2 separate regions of the Gossypium hirsutum genome follow, and region 2 is linked to region 1. Evidence: chromatin contacts called from public Hi-C data. All regions are on one chromosome and are shown on one strand. The core of a region is the stretch at or near the end of the contact, and the rest is flanking DNA. Distances in the headings are between cores, read along the strand shown. Region 1 holds the start of LOC107939061. Region 2 has its middle 10 kb from the start of LOC107927111.

Region 1 (6,260 bases), core at 834-3,333:
GCAAGACGACAACCAATTCAGGAAACTTGTATCCATCAAATTTCTTTCATTCATACAGAATTTAATGTTTATCAGACATGTCGGACATATAATTATTTTCATGTACATAACAATTTCATAGTTCACATAGACATCATTCAATTCAAACATATAATTACACAATTAAGTTACACAAACTTTCCTCGACACTTGTTCGTATACGAGAATCTACTAATCTTACACATTTTCTTTTCCTCAATCTAACTCTTTATTTGGTCTTTTCGGATCTATATAAATAAATTTAATCATCAATTTATTACATTTCATATTCAAATCAACCCAATTCACATCTTAGGCAAAAGTGTCATTTTGCCCCTATACTTTTAATTAATTCCAATTTCGTTCCTATGCTCGGAAAATGAAATTCATACATTTTAATCCTTATTTCAAGCCTAACCAATTTGTACATATAAAAATAACAGTCCATGTCTTTCATAAAAATTAGAAAATTTCCCTTAATTTTACATCTTTTCAATTTAGTCCCTAAATCACAATTTCATGGAAATTTCCTTTACAAAAGTTATTTATCTATCAACAACCTTTCATTTTTTACCATAAATTCCAAAATTTCAGCATACTCATCCATGGAAAAATTTTAATACTTTGATAACTTTGCAAATTAATCCCCAACATAGATAGATTGGGTTATTAAGACCTCGGAAATGTATAAATTACTAAAAACGGGATATGATTACTTACCCAATTAAACTTACTTGAAGTTCTATCTCTTAGCTAGAGTTTCCATAGAAAATTTTGGGGACGGTGATAATAATATGATATTTTCTTTTATTTTATTATTTATCATCCTATCATCTTTTTCTTTTCAATTTCATCCTTTTCTTTTCTTAAATTTCCATGGCTGAATCATCATAAATATCTACTAATCCTTCTTAATAGTCTATTTACCATATAAGGACCTCAAGTTTTGAATTCCATAGTTATTTGCTACCTATAGCTACTAGAACTCAACTTTTGTATTTTATGCAATTTGGTCTTTTTATCAATTAAATATGAAATCGGTAAAATTTCATACGTTATTCCTATCATAATGCAGACCATACAATAATTTTAAAATAATTTTAAAATAATTTTTCTTTCTGACTCGGATTTGTGGTCCTGAAACCACTGTTCCGATTTCACTAAAAAGGGACTGTTATAAAAACTTTTACTCCCCTCCCCCTCCCACCTCCCATATACCCCAAATCCATTTCCCACCAATTTTTTTTAATATTTTCCTCCAAAATTTTACTCTCCCATTTACTTTCCATAAAAATTTTACTCCCAAAAGCCCTCAAAACTTTTTATTTTCCCCCAAAATTTTTACTCTCTCCCGCTTTCTCCTAAAACTTCTACTCCCCTCCCATCCCCCTAAAATTTATATCTACTATTTATATTATTAAATTAAATTTCACATTTTGTACTATTTAAATTATTCAATTGTTTAATTATATTGAATATTTATATTAAAATTAAATTATTAATAATGCCGTAAATATTTGTATTAAAATTTTATGTTATCACATTTTTACATTTAATATATTTTTTTAATTTCAAAATACATAATCAGAAGATAATTGAAGCAGCTAAGTAAGCAAAGAAGCTAATTCGTATATAAAAGATTAATAAATAAATCATGAGGTGATGAAAGTTAATAATAAAATTAATTACGATGGGTGACAGTGGTTACAAAGACTTAAAATTATTTTTTAAAAATTTAAATCAAAAAAATATATTTAATTCAAAATTCATCTTATACTCAATTCAAAAATATTTTAAAATTAATAAAATATAATTTAACAATTCAATTAACTCAAAAAATTTTTATTTAATTCGATTTAGCGGTTATCCTTAAGCTGAACACGGATAAGAGGGAAAGGAATTCGCATTGAACGGCATACGCCATTAGGATTGCGGAAGTTTCTTGAAGAGAACGTTCGATACTGCGTGCGTGACTTTGTGAGATGTTTTTTTTATTATATATAATTGATTAATAAAAAGGAAAAAAATCGGTTTTTTAAACGCCTATAAATATGGAGTTGAGTTGAGAACATCAATTCAGAGCACCTCGTCTGTTTTTTAACCTAGCTAACTTTAAATAATTAACAAATCCTTACCCTAAATCAATTCTATTTTCTTAGATTTAGAATTCTCCTACCCAATACAAAAAAGTAATGAAAGGAAACAAGTCTTACGGCAATGGGTCATCATGGGCAGACCAATCGGACTACTCCGATCCAGCGGCTGCCACTAGTACTGCGAACGAGAAGAAAAGCAGCAGCGGTGGGGCAACCGCCAAGTACAAGCAGAAGGTCGGGGATGGGCTTGAGAAGACCAAATCTGTGGCTTCAACTGGGATGAAGAAGGTCAAACAAGGAACCTCCTCTGGGCTTCAATGGATCAAGGACAAGTATCATAAAAGTACCCACAAGCATTAGGATTATTAGACTTTGTTTATATTCCTTTTGGCTTTCCTTTAACTGGTTTTAATTTTATTCATTCATCTACCCATAATGATTTATTCCTCTGTTTTGATGTAAAACTGCAAATTATATCATAATAATAGATCAATATTGCTTTGTTTTATTTTTGGGCAGCCAAAGAGCTCAGTCTGCGAGTATTATATGTATGACTGATGGCGTCTAAAGCCAACCCGGTTCACCGTCTCTTTTATTACAAGGTGTTCTAATTCTTCAAACTGAATTAGATTTTCATGCTCCATGTAACTTAAAATTTGTTCTTATCATCGACAAACTGGCAGGATGTATCGGTTATCTAGATTGCACTCTGCAACTGCAGTGATTATAACTCTGTTAATGACTTAAACTGTTTTCATATATGAATCTGCCAGTTTTGAAACCTGAAAGGCTGAGTTTTTAGTATCTCTCGGTACAACTTTATTAATTATCGATTCATACGATAAATAAAGAGGTGAAAGAAGTGATACATATGGAAAACCATGCATCAGACAAGTTTCTGATAGCTTGTTTGAAAATCTCAGAGATGGTTCAGATGTTAGAAACAGCTTAGAAGAATTTATGGGTAAATTGGTTTGTTTCATTGCAGATGAGTTGAAAGTATGTACCTTCTCATTCTCATTGTCCAAGGTGTTTCCTTTCTTCCTCTAAGCATAGCAAAACCAGAAAAAAGAAAAGCACTTTCATTTCAATGATAAATTAATGTAAGCGGGGGTCGGTCAAGATTTGGACTTGAGGTGAACGTGAAAGCAAGAAAGCCTGCAAGAAGAGAGGTGAGATATGGGGACCTTGTAATTGGGACTCCTATGCTTAAGTCAGTGATATGGCTTATAGGATAAGCGAAAGAATAAAAGAAGATGAATAGTGAAATTAGTAAAGTCGAACTTCCATCTTACCATTCACATGACTGTTGTCTTAACCTTGGATACCAATCTGCTTCATCTGTTTGCTCCTGTCCGTTTTAATCATGTCAGGCGTTCTCAGCCCAATCTTTTGCGGCGTCAAGCTCCATTTTGCTTCCTGACATTCGTCTTTGATAAATGCACTTTTGTCCTCCTACGATTAACTATATATTAAACATAATTCTTGTGGGTCCTTTACTTTTAGGCGTATGGTAGGATATAATTTGACCTGCTAAATACCTAGACCACCTTCAGAGGAGTTTATTGTTTTGGGAATTCAATCTAAAATAGGGTTTATTCATCAGAGAGCGAGTTGTTCGTGTTTGGTTTGAATGTGCACATATCTTGGAGCTTAGTATGGCTAGATATCAGCCAAAATATTCAATTTTCCCTGAGGAAATTGCTAGGCCAGACTTCTCCATTATCGTCATAATATTTACATTAGTGTTAATTGAACTAGTCATCCGATATCATTCTAAATTGGTGTGTTGCAACTCTTACAAGAGGGCAGCACTGATTTTACTATTCCTAGAATTGTTCTAGTTCAATATGTTTGTTTCCTTCCTTGCTGTATTAAAAAAAAAAACCCATAACTAGGGTATATAAATAGAAAAATATTAAAATAATGTAATTAATGAATTCCTCCCGAAAACTTTAAATACCATATACAGGTTACCGAGGATTTAAAATGTAAGGTTATAAGTTAAGGATTACCATACATAAAATTACCATATACAGATTTCCATATATGGATTAAATAGGGTTTAAAATATAAGACTTAAACCTTCTATTTCACAACTGTAATTGATTCGTTATCAAGGACGAAGGAATAAAATTTTAAGTTTGGGTTAAATTTTGAAATTTTAAAATGTCTAAAAATAGTTATATAAACTAACTAGTTTTTTTTTTACTCGTGCAAAGCACGGATTAATATATATATATTACTGTCTATTTATTTAAATATGTTATATTAAATTTACTAGTAAATAAAATTTAAACAGTGATAAAAAAAAAGTTTTATGGTGAGGAAACGGTAAATTCAAGTAAAATTATAATATTTTTAAAAAAATTAAATTTATAATATAGTCAATCATAAGTAATTAACATATTAAACTTTAAAGTATGGAATTGAATGGAAATTTGTTACATGTGATTTAAATTTTTTTAAGAAAATTAATTAAATAGTGTAAATACATAGTAGAGGTGTCCATTAATCGAGGTGAAATTTAGTTCTTTAAAAAAAATTAAAACCTGTTTTACTATTCAAAAATTAATAAATAAATATATTTAGTAGATATTTTATATACTTTTCCAATTAAATTTAAATTTAGAAAATATTTTTATTATTTAAATTGAATTCCAGTTAAGCCATGTCATCTCAAGATATAAAAATACTTGTTTAAATTCGGCCCAAATTGAGATGACCTTATTGAGTCAATAAGTTACTTAATCAATAGACAGGTCTAATATACAATAACAAATTACAATACTCAAATATTTAATGGAGAAGGATCTGTTTCCCTACCGAAAATCTTAACATTTATTTCATAAAAATTTATATAAAAATGTTTAAAACATAGGTGGTAAATAAGAAAACAACACTAGTTATTTCTCATTACCACATTGTGCTTCTGAAACCTTATTATAATTTTTTATTTTCACCAATTTTAAAAAAGTAATAATTATGTCTTTCTTAGACTTGGCAACTTCATCAACTTGTTCAAACGATTTCTTATTATCTTCGTGTTCTCTACCTCCATCCTTGTACAGCCTGGTCCACTGTTTAAGCTTTTCATCCTTATATACATTATTTGATAATTTTTTTGCCAAGTCATTTGCTGCAAAAATAATAAATAATAAGTTGTAAATCAAGGATGCAAAGAAAGGAGACAAAACAAAGAGGAACATAATATTTTTTTTCCTTCACTAAAAGTTTTTGTTTTTCTCATTTTTGCTTCAAGAACCACCTCACTATAGGAAAACAGACTTTCAGCGGCGTTTTTTGTACCTTTAGTGGCGCTTTCTCAAGCGCCGCAAAAAGCGTCGCTATATGCAACGCCGCTAAAGACCATGACCTTTAGCGGCACTATTTTCAAAAACGCCGCTAAAGACCATGACCTTTAGCGGCGCTTTTTTCACAAACGCCGCTAAAGATCATAACCTTTAGCGCCACTTTTCTCACAAACGCTGCTAAAATAATGATATTAAAAAAATTATTTTATTTTAATTAAATAATATTTATTTCTATGTTAAATATTATATTATGTTTAATTTTTGAAATTTGAACTTTAAACTATATACATTTAAGGATAAATAAAAAATATTAATTAAATTAAATTTTCCATTAAAATTTAAACTTCAAAACTAAATATAAAAATTAATGAATTTAAATTTAATACATAAACATTGATTCAATATGTAATTTAATACATAAAAAAAACACACACACACACAGACACACGAAGTATTAGAATTTCTAAAACATAATTCATCCTGGTGAGAAAATAATGCCAAATCATCATCACATCTCATTAATCAAAGGAAAAAGATCAGAAAAGAAGAAGAAACAATATACAACAGAAGGCTGGTTCAAGCTTTAGATGAAGCCAAAGTATTGCAATGCCTGCATATATAACTTAGTGAAACTAACAACAAAAAAACACAAAATAGACAAACAATCACGCAGCAAAACTAGAGCAAATACAAGAATTTAAAAAATAAAAAAAAAGATGATAAATGGCAACAAAGCTAAAAACAAGTAGCAAAGTCAAACTACGCAAGCGATAAGAAGAAAATAACTAAAATTTTAAAATTTAAAATAGTACAGGGCCTAAAATTAACTAAT
Region 2 (6,291 bases), core at 3,246-5,745, 250 kb before region 1:
TTAATTCAGTTAACTGTTTGATTAATTAAATTCAGTCGGTTAACCGAATTAATTCAATTTTATTCGAAATTTGCACACCCCTGTCCTAACTCTCATAATGTGCCAAACGCAAATTCAACACGCTAGACAAGAAATTCATAACTAGAGTTGCCATTAACTAATTTTAGGCTAAATATAGTTACCCATCTACGAGTTAACTCATTTTAAAATCTACCTTAAGAAGGTAGGAGAAATAATAAAAGAACAAACTCAATCTACTTACAAGATCTAAATTTAAGAGTATAGTTACATAGGGAAGGATTAACATCCCTACAATACCTGTCCTAAGACAATACTGTTCTATCTTTATCACATTTTTATTAAGATTTTTGGCTTCTCATTAACGTAAATTGTTCTAAAACTAATGACTCCGTTATCCTAGTAATTATAGAAAAATTACCTAAATCTAATGTGATATCAAAATAATCTAAATTCTAAATAAATATCAAATTATTAACATTTAACCAAAATTAAAAAAAATTAGAACTAATATTTACAAGCCTTACAAAATTGAATAAAACTTAAATTACACATTAACAAATCAATTTAAAAAACAACAAATCCAAGGCAATTTCCATAATCGATCATAATAAAATAATTACACAGTAAAAATAAAAATAAATAGTGGTTTAAGTGTGGATTGCAGTTGTTATATTTGTAGAATTAGGGATGAGCTTGGACTCTCTAATGAAGATGTAGCTTGACTTCATAAAGCCAGTTATGGTACTATTAAATAAGCTATAATATGTTGTTTAATCAAATGACAGCAATCCAAAACCTAAGAACATAGAAAAAAGGGCACTCAACCCATCTTTGGACTTTTAACTCAAACGGGCTTTAATCATTGGGCCACACCAATGTACCCCTTTTTCAAAACATAACCAAAAATTCTTTTATTATTTCTACTTTTCTTTTCCTTTCCTTTTTTAGGCTGAAGAATCATATGTGGATATCTAAATACCCACCATTTCTATGCCATTTTTTTAAAAAAATTCATATTAAATTAAAATTAGCCCAAAATTAATTGAGGGCAAAAAATAAAATAAAATCATAATTTAAAATCAACGATTAAAAGTTAAATTATTTTAAATAAGGTGCTGTTTGATAAACTGAAAAAATTAGTGTTGAAAACGAATTCAAGTTATAATTTTTTTATATATTAATTAAAATTAATTATTGAATACAATTAGATTATTTGATAAATTTATATTTTAAATTATAAAAAATAAAATTCTACATTTTATCTTTAATTTTTAAACATTCCATTTTATTCTCAACAAAAATAAAATTTTAAATATAAAGTTTTTATAAAATAATATAATATTAAAATAAAGAAGATAAAATATAATTAATTGAAAATATTCTTCATTAAGTGATAAATAGCTCTTATCTACTTATTATTTTTTACACTTTTTATAAAACATTCTATCAAATTGTTTTTATTTTGGATTATCAAACATACATAAAAAAAATTAAATCATTGAAAATATTAGTTTTCAATTAATTCAATTTTTACAATGATCTATCGAACAAGGCCCAAAATTCCAAACAAAGTCCAATTCAAGTCTTTAAATTGTGTGAGAGAAATTCAAATTAGTCCCAATTTCAAAATCAAATTTTAATTTCGATTTCAAAACTAAGTTAATTTTAACTTAGCTTTAAAACTAGAATTAAAGAAAAATGATTTTGCTCAAAAATATCATATAGTCCATGTTTTTATGGATTTAAAGCTTCATAAATTCGAAATTGTACAACTTACACAAACTTAGGTGTCTACCTTGAGGGCCACGAAAAAAAAAATTAAGGATTAAATTTATTATTTAAAAACACTTAAATAAGGAAAAATTAGTGATTTTAAAAGTTATCAAAACTGATTAATATAAATAAAAAGAATTTGCATCACCATTCGAGGCGAAAATGTGAAATAAATCTTCTTAAAATAATTAAAAATTAATTAATTTTCTAATCGATAACAACATTCAATTAAGTATTTTGAATAACTAATTGTACTTAAATAAGAGTTGTTTTAGCATTGCTTTTGAAAAGTACTTTTAAGAAATTTAGTTTAAAATTTAAGTGTTTAGTATTGCTATCAAAAAATACTTTTGAAAAATAAAATGTCTATTTTAGACATGATATTATAAAGTAACAAATATACATCTAAATAATGTTCAAATTAGTTCCATTTATGATATTTTAGCAAGAATATAAAAAAAATTAGTATAATTTGTTGTTAATATTTTAATATATGAAATATAAATTTTAAATATTTTAAAGCAATTAATATTAATTATTTATAAAATTTAATTAGAATATATAAACTATATTTTAGATATTTAAATATAACCATTAAATATTTGTAATTAGATATTAACACATTTGTATTATTTTAAGAAATATTTTTTTAATTAATGATTTTATTTTAAAATGTAATTTGAATATATAACTCATATTAGATCTTAACATAACATAGAAAATATAAACCTGACAAATTAAAATATTATATGTATTTGGATTAAAGTTTCAAAATGGGGTAATATTTATAGACCAAATATAAGTATTAAAAATTTTACATTAGCATTTACAATTTAAAATGAATGAAAAATGAGATAAGAAAAATAAAACAATGAAAAAGTAATAATACTTTCAAAAGTGTTTTTTGCTCAAGAAAAGTAAAAGTGCTTTTGAATAAGGGTTTTGAAAAGTCATTCGTTTCGGTGAAAAATTATTTGTTTAGCACAATTTTTCTTCTAAAAGTATTTTTCAAACCAAAAGTTTTTTTTTAAGCATTGCTAAATAGAGCCTAAGCCACTTGAAACGTAACTTTTCCTCAAAGCCCTTGACAGGCCTTAAATGTTGATTTGACATGCTAACATATGACTGACGTGGATAAATAATGTTGTGATAGCTGATATAAAAAAATGATGACATGAAGGACTTAATTGATTTTTAAAATTTATTTTACGAGTTTTTTAGCATTTAAGTTGAAAGTTCTAAAATATTCTTAAACATTAAATATAAAATATAAAAATAAAAAATTATTGAATTTTTTCAAAAAATTTAAAATACTATAAAATGTATTAATGATTTTATATAATTTTCTATCATTTTTTGTATTTTTAAATCAATTTTTTTTATAATTTTTATGATATTTTAATATTTTTATATATGGTTTTTGTAGAATAGTATTAAAATTTTATAAAAAATAAAAAAATAAAAAATATTAAAATTTTAGAAACCGTTTAAAATTATAAAAAATAATTAAAAATTTAAAAATTTCAAGAAAATCATATAAAAATTATTTAAAAGATTTAAAATTTTAAAAAGTATTAAAGTTTATAAAAAAATTATAAAAATTTTAAAAATATTAAAAAAAGTATATATATATTTTTTGTTAATTTTTCAATTTGGAGTTTTTGGCTTCAATAGTGAAGGGACAGAGATGTTGAAGTGTGATTGTGATTGGACTTATGAGAAGTGTCAAGTGATGGGTTTGAATGATGATGACTTTAGTGCTTATGACTTAAATTGATGATGGGTAATGATTTTGGTAGAGGAAAATTGGTAAGGATAAGTTGAGATACGATGCGTGTGAGAGAAAAGAAAAAAGAACTAGTAAATTTTTTTATTTTTTAATAATTTTTATTTTCTAATTTTTACAATATTTTAATAATTTTTTATAATTTCAATTTTTTAATTTTTAATTATTTTTAATAACTTTTTAATTATATTTAAAACTTTCTATAATCTTTTTATAATTTTTATAATATATTTATAACATTCATAATTTTTATAATATATATTTAGTTAAATTTGTTAGAATGTTTTTAAATTTTTTAGGGTCTGTTTGTTTGGAAGTAAAATAATTTTCGGAAAAGCTTTTCAACCTTTTCCATTGTTTGTTTGGCTGAAAATATTTTCCCAAGGGAAAATCAATTACAAAACATGGGAAAAGAACCCTTTAATTTTGGAAAATTTCTTACTGTTTCTAATTTGGTAAGACATTTTCAAGAAAATTAGAAGCCAACACTGATTTTCTACTTCCCCTTCCCCTTCCCCCATCCTTGACACCTGATCTTCTGCTTGTCATCAACCAAAACTGATTCTCAACACCAGGCACCAGCGTTCATCAAAGCTGTTACCCATCTTCGTCTTTCGTTGTCAAAATCTGCACTGGCATTCATCTTCCTCTCTCGAAGGTAAGAACGAAAAAAATTGATATGGGGAAAGGGTGTTGTCTTTTCTAATGTTTAACTTTGGTTTGTCTTTTCTGATGAACCCATTTTTCTTCATTACAGATTCGATCACAGTGCTTATTGCTATTTCATTCCTCAATTCTCAATCCTTTTCTCCTGCTTGAAATTTACTCGGTTTTGATTTTTGTTCGAATTTTTTTTGCACTCTTTTCCCTTTTTACTGGTACTAAGGCGTGAAGACTGCTGAACAGAAGAAGAGGAACTTGCTTTGCTTTCTTGTGATCTATAAAAGCATCTCAGCAACTTTGCTCCAAGTCCGTGGTAGTCTTGATTTCTTTCTACGTTTCTCCTGTTTCTCAGTTGATTTTTTTTATGTTTCTCTTTCTCATCTTATTTCTTCTTTGTTCATAGAACTAGTTATAGTTTAGCTTTATTTTTGTTGGAAATTTATGAAACAAAGAAGATTCCAAGGGTAAATTTATTCATAAAATTACTTATAGTTCCACAACCATTTGGCCTTTTGTTTTGAACTGAAATGGTTATCATGTAAACGACCTGGCCTTTATTAGTTTTACTTCACAGTTGACATATTTAATCCACAACTGTGAAGTGTGTCAATTACTGAAAGCATTTGTGGATTGCAACGGATGGGTGCACTTTGTGAATATAAGATATTGTGTCTAGTTAAAAGCTGATCTTTGCGCACTTGAATCAAGTGCTTACCATACTCTTCATTTCATGAAGCTTATGGTACTGATGGAGCTAGAAATCGCTTGAGCCACTCTAAATCCCCAGGCCATTTACCTTATGGTGGCAACTCATTTAATTCCTACGATGGTCATAATCGAAACATGGGAGCTTATAGAACTGAGGGATGGGATACTGAGAGACGGGGATCTGATTTGCAATCTTACAATCAGTTTGACTACCATGCCTTCCCTCAAACGTTAGATGAGTTGGAGTTAGAATTTAAGAGAGAGGCAATGGAACTTGGAAGAATTCGTGATAAGGAAGAAGATGAAGAGAATTATAAGCATCGGGAGGTAAGATGTTTATCTTGTTTGACTATCGTGTGTGCTTTTGGTGCTAAATGGTTTCTTTGACAAGCCTATATCCTTCTGAGATAAGGTAAATTTTTTATAACTTAGTTATCAATGTTGGATTGTAGCTTTCTGTACTGTTAATTAACTACAATGAACACCATGAAGTTCAAAACTCTAAAGCCAAAAACAGATGTTTTTGTTCTTACTTTGTTTCTTTACTGAAATATCTTTTGGAGTGTTTTAGCATTTTCTTGATTTATCATGCAGGCAACCTAAGGGTAACTCCTGAGGTCACAAGGGATGTTTGCTTGTTGGCTAGAATGATGGCTGCCAATTTGTACTATTCCCAGATTGAGGATCTGATGTCTGAGGTATTAAGCTAGTCCATCGAACATGCTTTATAGAGCTTTTCTGAAAGGACCTATTTTAGGCAAATTCTTTTCGATGTCTTTGCAGTTGTCCATGTGGCGTTGCAGTGATGAGCTTCGTGTTCGTGCCGATGAACTTCATAGATCCTTAAGGAGAGATGCTAAACACTGCATCGGTATACACGCTAGTTTCTGTTTTGTGTTCATTTTATTCTGAATCTAGATTATGCACTTTCTACATGATTAAATAGCTTTGCAGAATGGACTGAAGTTCTTGTTATCAGAATATACTTTGAATTGAAGTATAAAGACTTTTTCTCCCTCGCCAATTCTCCATGAAGGGATAAGATTTTTCTTTAATGTATGTTATATAGCATGCTAAAAGATTGAATTTAGACTAAGTGACTTGGAAATGGTAGTATCTACATATATTTTGTTCAATGATCTGTTATGTTGGTTAAGTTCTAATTGATGTAACTCTTGATGCAGAGTTTTGGAAACAAATCCCTCCCTACCGTGTTATTCTTGGTGATGTTAGGGACAAGCTGTATCAAACACGTGAAAGGTCATGGCAATTATTATCTCATGGTATGTCTGAGATTCTGGAGGAAGCAACTTTCACCAACATTGAGCAGGTATCTTTTT

The links. Hi-C and Micro-C count contacts between places; a contact is called where the count stands out from the background.
Region 2: a contact with region 1 is called in a Hi-C map of leaf, with 4 times the contacts expected there. The contact joins the enhancer-like site here to the promoter of LOC107939061 in region 1. A contact is called at or near these places in 3 of 34 Hi-C or Micro-C datasets (leaf and petal).

The regions. Positions count from the first base shown.
Region 1 is chrA12:12,184,996-12,191,255 of Gossypium_hirsutum_v2.1, reverse strand. LOC107939061 reads left to right here and starts at 2,083. Exons shown (of 1, transcript XM_016872348.2): 1 at 2,083-2,622. The coding sequence starts at 2,211. The coding sequence ends at 2,474. It overlaps LOC107927090 (a long non-coding RNA gene), which reads right to left. Exons shown (of 6, transcript XR_005906646.1): 6 at 5,797-6,038.
Region 2 is chrA12:12,439,030-12,445,320 of Gossypium_hirsutum_v2.1, reverse strand. It overlaps the pseudogene LOC107927105. Among protein-coding and RNA genes, the nearest start is that of LOC107927111, 10 kb to the left of the region's middle. Within about 2 kb of position 4,495, at least 7 of the 9 cell types and tissues checked have an H3K27ac peak or open chromatin away from gene starts, as enhancers often do. A contact at or near this core is called in leaf, where this site is marked.